Linked DNA regions of Mus musculus: region 1 is linked to region 2. The links are chromatin contacts, called in public promoter capture Hi-C maps. All regions are on one chromosome and are shown on one strand. The core of a region is the stretch at or near the end of the contact, and the rest is flanking DNA. Distances in the headings are between cores, read along the strand shown. Region 1 holds the start of Ecsit (ECSIT signalling integrator). Region 2 holds the start of Elavl3 (ELAV like RNA binding protein 3).

Region 1 (4,304 bases), core at 1,546-4,045, 33 kb before region 2:
TAGCCCAGGCTCCACCATGTCCAGGCTGAGTGTGAACTGCTGATTCTCCCACCGCCACCTCTCCAGTTCTAGGATGCCAGGCGCGTGCTGGGCTTGCTCACTTTCCTTTCCCATCTTCTTCCTTTTCTTAGCTACAGATCCAGTTTGAGGCTAACCTGGACTACATAATAATAGTAATCCTAAAAATAGCTAGTGTAGTGGTTATTCCTGGTTGTCCACTTGACTATATCTGGAATGAACTACAATCTAGAATCGGAAGGCTCTCCTGTGATCCTAATCTGGAGGCTGGGAGTTAAAAGTTTCTGACCTGGATCTTGGCAGGGAGATCTTGAAGCATAGTGGCTATGAATTCCAGAAGATTAAGACAGGGGATCTCTGAGTTCAAGGTCATGTGTGCATGTGTGTGTGTGTGTGTGTGTGTGTGTGTGTGTGTGTGTGTGTGATGGCACACACCTTTAATCTGGGCTACATCTTCTGCTGGAGACCTACTTAAGGACATTGGAAGAAGGAAGATTTACTCTCTATCTTCTTTGCCTGCTTGCCTTGTGGGACTGAGCAACTGCTAGATCCTTGGACTTCCATTTACAGCTGCTGCAGACCATTGTTGGGAGTTGGACTGCAGACTGTAAGTCATCAACAAATTCCTTTACTATACAGAGACTACCCATACATAAGTTCTGAGACTCTAGAGAACCCTGACTAATACAGCTAGTATCCTAATAACCTAAAAATAGTTAATGTAGTGGCCAAGCACAGTGGCACAAGATGCTTATCTATGGCCAAGTCTAGAGCAGCACTTCCTGCAGCAGCACACACTACACTGCAGATCTCCATGAAATCAAGGCCTGTGGGAACACAGTCCAAGGATGGAGTTGTGTGAGAATTCTGGGTGCTCTTAAGAAAACCAGACATGACTCTTGTGACTTCAGTTTTTTCACAACACAGAACTGTTCTTGGATGTGCTTCTGTGCTACTCCCCCAGGGGGTAGTGAACAGCAGTACATTTGCTTCAGCTGTTGTTATTCATGTTACCTCTATGGGAAAACATGTTTTTGCCACGTGTGCCCTTACAATTGAACACCTTACCCATGCGATGCTTCTTAATGCCCAGAGTATAACTTGCCTGATGTGCTGTAGCATGAGACTTTAGTCAGCCTCATTTTGAGGCTCCACTCTCCCAGGTTTACACTGCCAACTAGAGCCATAAACAAAGGCTAGCTAGGTCTATATAAAGAGGTCCAGGTCAGCCAGGCCAAGCAGCACAGTAAGACCCTGTCTAGACGAAAGAAAAGGACTGGGGCTACACCTCAGTTGGTAGAGAACCTGCCTACAATGTAAGAGGCTCTGGACTGTATCCCTGGCACTACAGAGACAATGCATGGTGGTACAGGCTCGTAATCCCAGGACAAGAGAGGCAGGAAGATCAGATCAAAATCAAATTCAGCTACACACAAGCTCAAAGCTAGTCTGGGCTACACAAGACCTTGTTTTAAAAATAATTACTGCCGGGCGGTGATGGCACACGCCTTTAATCCCAGTACTTGGGAGGCAGAGGCAGGCGGATTTCTGAGTTCGAGGCCACCCTGGTCTACAAAGTGAGTTCCAGGACAGCCAGCAGGGCTATACAGAGAAACCCTGTCTCGAAAAAACAAACAAACAAAATAAATAAATAAATAAATAAATAAATAAAAATAATTACTTATGGGGTTGACAGGTCAGCTCTGTGGGTAAAGTGCTGCCAAGTCTGATGGCCCAAGTTCAATCCCTGGGACTCAAAGGATAGATTCTAGTAAATTATCACCACATGTGCCACCCAAAATACAACAATGTTTAAAAATGCACTTAAAACAATAAAAGCCTATATTCAATCATTTTATACATGTATAAAATCCCTCTCCTCTATACATGCGTACAATTCCCCGGCGATCCAGTCATCTAGACATGCACTCCATAGGCCTCGCAGCCCTCAGTGTGGGTGGGCTAAAGAGTCAATCTAGACTCCCTGTTGGGGAGGGAGAGAGGGGGGTCAGGAATGCATGTCCTTTTTCACAGTAGCCCTTGTTGTACTTATATGGCCATTTCACATAGATGAATTCAAACTTCAAACATTTTTATTAAAGGGCGTTAAAAGTGCTCGCAGCCAAGCCTGATGACCCAGGTTTCATCCCCAGTACCCACATGGAAAGAACATCCCCCAAGCTGCCCTCTGACTCCCACACGAACATGCTCACATAGACTTACACACATAACACACAGTAAAAATAAACACAGCTTGACATTCTGTTAAAGCTGTTGGCAGTGTTGCCCAGCTGAGGTTCCAGCTATTCGGGAGGCTGAACCCCGAGGATCTCTTGAATCCAGGGTTTTGAGAACAGGCTGAGCACCACTGCAAGACCCTGACTCAAACAACTCAACCAACCAAACTGAAAAAACCTCTTTAGTAAAAAAATGCATTCCGGGACTGGGGCTGCGGCTTAGTTGACAGCAGTAGAGTGCTTGCTTAGCACGCAAGCCGCCCTGGGCTCCGAACCGGATGTGGTGCTTCCAGTCCGTAACAATAATAATAATTTACCACACCGCGGAGAAAGTTGGACCGGACGGACGCCGGGGAACCCGCTCCAGCGCCTCCGTACTGGTATCCAAAGTCTCCAGGCTTCTGGAGCTCAGTGAGGGGCAGGGCCTGCTCCTGAGGAGAAACCAGCGTCTCCCCCCTTCCTATTGGTGGATCTCTTCCTGAGGGCGGGACCTATCGTCACAGGCTCTTCTGATTTGCTGTCACCTTCGACTCGTAACCGGAAGCTCCGTGGCTCAACATGACAGCGTCCAGCGGTCCCACAGAGCCGGCTCGGGTCTGCGGCTGGCCACGTGAGTAGGTGGGTCGCGCGTGGGAGGTTTATGGGACTGTCTGGGATTCGGGGCGTCCACTTCCAGGCCTGGTAGAGCCGGGGAGGATGACCTTCAACTCGGCCTCAGAGTCGGGACACTGTGACCTTTTGGGGTGCAGGCTTGGGAACGTGCCTGGAAAGGTTGCTGGGCACCTCTTGCTGCAGGCGGTCCGTTTCACAGATGGGACCGCGGACTTGGGCCACACATCTTGTCTGTGACGCAGGCATTGGAACCTTCCAATGAGACCTCTTAGAGACCCGGAATCGTGCCAGCCCACACGCATACACACACGCGACCTGGCTGTTCAGATTTCTCTCTGTTTTGTAGAAACTTGCTTAGTTCCACTCCGTTGGTCGGTGTTGGGCAGTTACCATGTACCATGCACTGGCCCAGCTAGTGGAGACACAACCAGATTTTAAACAGAAATCAGATGAGAAAAACAGATTTTAAAAAGTATTTCCTAATTGAGCAAACCACAAACATAACAGATAATTCAAAACAGTGATTGTTGCAAGCAATGTGTTTTTCCCTGCGACAAGATTCTTTATGTACCCCAAGTTGGCCTTGAATTCATCATGAACATCCTCCTGCTCCAGCCTTCTGAGTGCTGGATTACAGGCATATACCAAGACAGTAAGTAGTAGGCAGAGGGTAAAAGAATCGTGGTGGTACACGCCTTTAATCCCAGCACTCGGGAGGCAGAGGCAGGCGGATTTCTGAGTTCGAGGCCAGCCTGGTCTACAGAGTGAGTTCCAGGACAGCCAGAGAAACCCTGTCTCAAAAACCAAAAAAAAAAAAAAAAAAAAAAAAGTTCAAAGCCCGTGCCTGAGGTGCATCAGACCAAAACAGTGTGGCTGGAGTTATGAGAGAGAGGGGAGGTACAGCAGGTGGACTCCATCCGATGTGTATTTACTTTGAAGTTTTTATTTTAGCCATGGTATGGAGGTGGGGCACATGTGCACTGGTGCATGGTGGAGGTCAGAGGACAGCTCTGGAGTTTTATCCATACACCTTATGTTGGTTCCAGGGTTTAAACTCAGGTCATTAGGTTTGCTTTGTTTGTTCCAACAGCAAGTTCCTTTCTCAGCTAAATTTCCTCTCCCCACTCTTATTTATTTAAATTTTAGACAGGACCTTACTGTAGCTCAGACTGACATGGGACTTACTAATTATCACCAGCTGGTTTGATTCTGGAGGCCATCTTCCTGCCTATGTAGTCCTGGCTGGTCTGGAACTTGCTATGCCTATATAGATCGTCTCACCTCAAACTCAGAGGTCTGCCAGCCGGGGTCTCCCAAGTGCTGAGATTACAGGTATGTGCTATCCCACCCAGCAATCTTATGTGTTCATATGTGGGTACAGGGATGTATGTTAGTATGTGTTCACGTGTACAAAGGACAAATGTCAACCTTGGATGT
Region 2 (4,609 bases), core at 1,988-4,487:
TCCTGGCCCAGAGAATTGTGGGAGGAGCTAAGCTGTTGAACAAACATTTGGAAACTCCAATGTAGACAGCATCAGGCAAAAAATGGAGTGATTGGTTGGGTTAGGAACCTTCCCTGAGGAGGTGGCTTTTGCTCTTAAACTTGAGTGACAGAGAATCCATCCCTGTATGGGAGGACTCAGTGTGTTCCTGGAACAGGACACCGTGGCATAACAATTGCCTTGGACCCACTGCGTGCGGGGAGACTCATGAAGAAGTAGGTGCCACCACCAGGTGGTGCGCGAGCCGTTTGTCTATTCGGACGAAATAGTAGCTGACACGTGACCCAGGGGAGCACAGCCGCGAGCTCTGGCACGTGCCCTTGGGAGCCTTGCGGCGCCACGCGCAGATTGGTCCCGAGGGAGTGGCAACAAGACCCAATTCCCTCTTGGGACTCGGGGGTACATCAGCCTGGTGCAGAATTAACGGGGCTGGTCTAAGCTCTCCAAGAGCCAGTTCTCTTACTCAGGCAGTGGGAGCAGGCAGTTTCCATGGGAACCACGGTGGGACCTTTGCCCCTGGAGTAACCTGGCTGCAGAGACTGACTGCCAGCCAAGGGGAACGTGGGGTCAGGGGTGAGCTATCATTTGGGGGAGGTCCTGCTTCCGCAGCCGAGTTGCCCTACAAACCCGGAGGAGCCTGCTTTGCCATCGCCCCTACTGTGTGGATCACTGTGATTAGCCCGCCCTCTCCAGCGCGTGCGCCCTCTCATTGGCTCAATCTCCAGAGCTTCTTACAATTGGGTCTCTCGAGAGCCATTTCTGATTGGTTAAATCAGGTTGATTCGCACTCTAGACAAACCGGATCCTGAAAGGGCATACAAGAATAAGAATAGGGGCCGGGCAGGGGAGGCAGAGGCAGGCGGATTTCTGGGTTCGAGGCCAGCCTGGTTTACAAAGTGAGTTCCAGGACAGCCAGAACTATACAGAGAAATCAAAAAAAAAAAAAAAAAAAAAAGAATAGGACTGCTGAGACAGCTCATGGGTAAAGGCGTCTACCTTCACCCCCTTCCCCCAAGATTGGCTGAGTTCGATTCCAGGGCGCTACATCTTGGAAGAAGAGACCAAAATCCTGAAAATTGCCCTCTGACCCACACCCATGCACCATGACACACGTGCATGTTCTCTCTCTCTCTCTCTCTCTCTCTCTCTCTCTCTCTCTCTCTCTCTCTCTCTCTCTCTCTCTCTCTCTCTCTCTCTCGCACACACACACACACACACACACACACACACACAATGTTAATTCAAAACAAAACAAAAAGTTTGAGGTTAGGCTAGGTCTTGTGATTCTGGCTGCTCCCAGCAGCGCTTTCCCACTTTCCCACCCTGTCAGACCGCTGTCTGTGGTGCTGAAGCCTTGCGTGAGCCACCCCCCTCCCCCAATCCCGCTCCAGCAAATGTTCTAAACACTAAAGGAGGTGTTGCCACTCCAACCTCCTTTAAAAAATTAAAAAAATAATAATAAAAAAATAAAAAGCGTGCTTTCACAGGACAACCAAATACATGCCCAAAAAGCCAAACAATCAGTACGACTCTCAAGTCTTGCTTATCCAAGTTTGGATACCTATTTATGACCTCTTAAGCTGTATGAGTCTAATGGGGATCTATCATACCGAACCTTTAGCACAAACCTCTTCACCTGCTTCGGAGCAGTGTGATGTCCCCCTGACAGAAAAGGTGCTAGCGCCCACATTCTGAGGTCTAGAGTACTTGGCACACTTAAAACCAACACAATGTGTGTCCTTCCAAGGATGATAAAGACCACCCTAAACGCTCAATCATTTCCCTCGCCACCACTTTTCCTTTCTTTCTTTTTTCTGTTGCTGTTCTTCTTTGTTTTTTGTTCATTTTGCTACAAGGTCTATGTAGCCTAGGCTGGCCTGGAATTCACTACATAACTGACCCTGACTTTAAGATTCTGACCCTTTTGCCTCAGCACCCCCAGTGTTGTGATTCCAGGCTTGTTTATGTGGTGCTAGGGATCGGATCTGGGGTTTCATGGGCTAGTAACTGAACCAATCCTCAACCCATTTTTTTTTAATTTATTACTATTAGTGTGTGTGCATGTGCGTGTGTGTGTGTGTGTGTGTGTGTGTGTGTGTGTGTGTGTGTGTACCATGTAGAGTTGATTCTCTCTTTCTTTCTTTACATGGGTTCAGGGGATCACACTTCAGGTCGCTACCTAGCATGGTGGCAAATATCTTTCATTCCAACACCTGGGAGAGGCAGATGGATACCTGAGCTGGAGGCCACTCTGACCTATCAAGGACGTTCCAGGACAGTCAGTGCTACACCGAGGAACCCTGTCTCAAAAAACAAACAAACAAACATCAGATTTCCAGGCCTGTATGGCAAGAACCTTTTCTTGCTGAGCTATCTTTCCAGCTTCCTGCAGCCTTCTGTTTTGTTTTATTTTATTTTATTTATTTTTGAGAACCGGTCTTATGTAACCCAGGCTGGCTTTGAACTCTTGATCACTCTGACTATCTTCTAAAGTTAGCCTTACATCGTGCTCACCTTACTTTTGTTTTATGTTTGGTTGGTTGGTTGGTTTGGTTTGGGTTTTTTTGTTGTTGTTGTTGTTTGTTTGTTTAGATTTTCTTTTCTTTGTTCTTTAATTAAAAAAAAAAAAACCCAGGGTCTCCTAAGCAGCACGCAACAGCCTGAAGTTTGCTATGTAGCCCAGATCAGCATAAAGTGCTGTGTAGCCCATGCTAGACTCAAACTACCTTCCTGGCTCACCACACCTAGTATTCTAATATCACCAGAGGCCATGTGGAAACAAAAACTGTTCACTTCGGATCTAGCAGAACGGGTCTGGGTCTGAGTGTTTGCCCTTTCCCAGCCCTCCCAGACATCACCCATGCACCCCTGGTTGTGTTTGGGTCACCAAAGGCTGTTTTTTACCCCTTCAGAGTTAGATGCTGGACTGAAGAGGGGAACCCAATTTGTCGGCAAAGCTAAAGTAATACTCGAGAGTGGTGTCAAGACTAGAGTCAGAGTCCGCAGGCAAGAAAGAGCCAAGATCTGATGCCTCATCCTATTCTCTTTTGGCACGCAGAGTCTAGGCCCGCACTCGCTTCCACCTGCCGCGCCGTCGGGAGCCGGGAGGAGGCGGAGACCCACCGTCTCAGCCAATGAGCGACGCCGGCGCTGGCAGCTGCCTCTATAAAGGGCTGGGGGCGGCGGCAGTGCGACCCAGAGCGCGGAGCGCGCAGCGCGGGCCGGTGGGAGGGAGGGAGGGCGGGCGAGAGGAGAGGACCCATCACCCGGCACGGGACAGGCCGAACTGAGGGCCCGCCGCAGAAGGCAGAGCTGCCGAGATCTCAGTCACAGAAAGAGCGACTTCTTCAGGCCCGGCGGGGCCGCGCTCCGGGCACCCTCCACTGCGTGCCCGCTCCCTCCATCCACCTGCCGCTGGGGGTCTGGCCGTCGAAGCGCGCATCCCCAGGCTCGGGTCAGTTCCCGGCCTTCGAAGGCGCCGCCGCCTCCATCTCCTCCTCTGCAGCGGCCGCAGACGCAGACGCCCGGGCGGGACCCCGGCGTGAGCACCAGGCGCCCCCCTAGGAGTGCACGACCCCCGGAGCCGCCCTCGATACGGACCGCGCCCGCCGGGCACACAAGAATGGTCACTGTAGGTACTCCCTTGTCGCCGCGAGACGAACACGGGAGGGAGGGGCGGAGGCTGGCTCCACGGAAACGCGGGGAGTGGGGGGGTAGGACCAGGCCTAGCTAGGCCTAGGGGAGGGGGGGGGGTAGTACCGCGCCTCGGGCCTGAGAGTGGCCAGAGCTGCATCCGGAGTTTTGGGGAGTGGAGCCTGGTTCGAGAGGCTTTGGAAAGCCAGGCTGTGTACAGGGTGCCCTCAGCCACCCGGTGGTCCTTGTGGCTCCTCACTGGAAGGCTGTGGGGGAGGGGCCGCGGCGGCGGAGGATGCTTCCAGCATCCCAGGCCCAGACCCGCAGGCCGCCCAGGAGGACAAGGGCCACGATCTCCCACTGTTGGTCCGGGTAATGCCACTCGGCCTTCTCTGAGAGCTTTTTGGGGGGGAGGGGAGATGGAGAGGCGGGTGGCGTCGGATCGCGCTGCTCTAAGCCCGAGCCGCACCCGAAAGGCGGGCATCTTCGTCCTCGAACCCCGTCGACCTTGCGGCAAGCGGGGAGGGGAAGAGGAGGGGGCGCCCTGAGGCCTCGCGGCGGCCGCCGTGATCCCTTTGTTTCTCCGCCGGGCCGTAGCCTCGCGCGGGGCCTTGGGGCTGCGGGGGGGGGGGTAGTGCGGGAGGGGGGCTCCCCGTTCCCCGGCCGCTGCCTCCGGGTGAGGGCGTCCGGGGCTGCAGCAGTACTCCATAGGGCCTGCTGCACGCGCCCTCCCCGGTCAGGGCTCCGGGCCGCAGGGTGACCTTGAACGCGCCCGCAAATCGGGCCGCCTGGCCGGCGCACGGTTGCTTTCAGCAGCCTCGGAGCTGGTCAGCTCCCGAACTCACGGCCCCGCCCGACATGCCACGCCCTGTCGTGCCACGCCCATCCAGGCCCCGCCCCTAGGCCCCCTGGACCTGGCCTCAAGCGAGCCCTAGGA

The links. Capture Hi-C pulls out chosen DNA fragments and counts their contacts.
Region 1: a contact with region 2 is called in a promoter capture Hi-C map of adipose tissue. The contact joins the promoter of Ecsit here to the promoter of Elavl3 in region 2. A contact is called at or near these places in 1 of 39 promoter capture datasets (macrophages), 8 of 484 Hi-C or Micro-C datasets (CD4 T cells, LSK cells, cerebral cortex and 5 more), 6 of 115 datasets of contacts at active chromatin or transcription factors (the SCID.adh cell line, embryonic fibroblasts, embryonic stem cells and 1 more) and 3 of 9 other capture datasets (adipose tissue, liver and pancreatic islet).

The regions. Positions count from the first base shown.
Region 1 is chr9:22,083,918-22,088,221 of GRCm38.p6, reverse strand. Ecsit (ECSIT signalling integrator) reads left to right here and starts at 2,795. Exons shown (of 9, transcript NM_001253897.1): 1 at 2,795-2,865; 2 at 4,014-4,199. Gm16845 (predicted gene, 16845) reads right to left here. Exons shown (of 3, transcript NR_040407.1): 3 at 2,091-3,279.
Region 2 is chr9:22,050,651-22,055,259 of GRCm38.p6, reverse strand. It overlaps Elavl3 (ELAV like RNA binding protein 3), which reads left to right and starts at 3,237. Exons shown (of 7, transcript NM_010487.2): 1 at 3,237-3,670. The coding sequence starts at 3,662.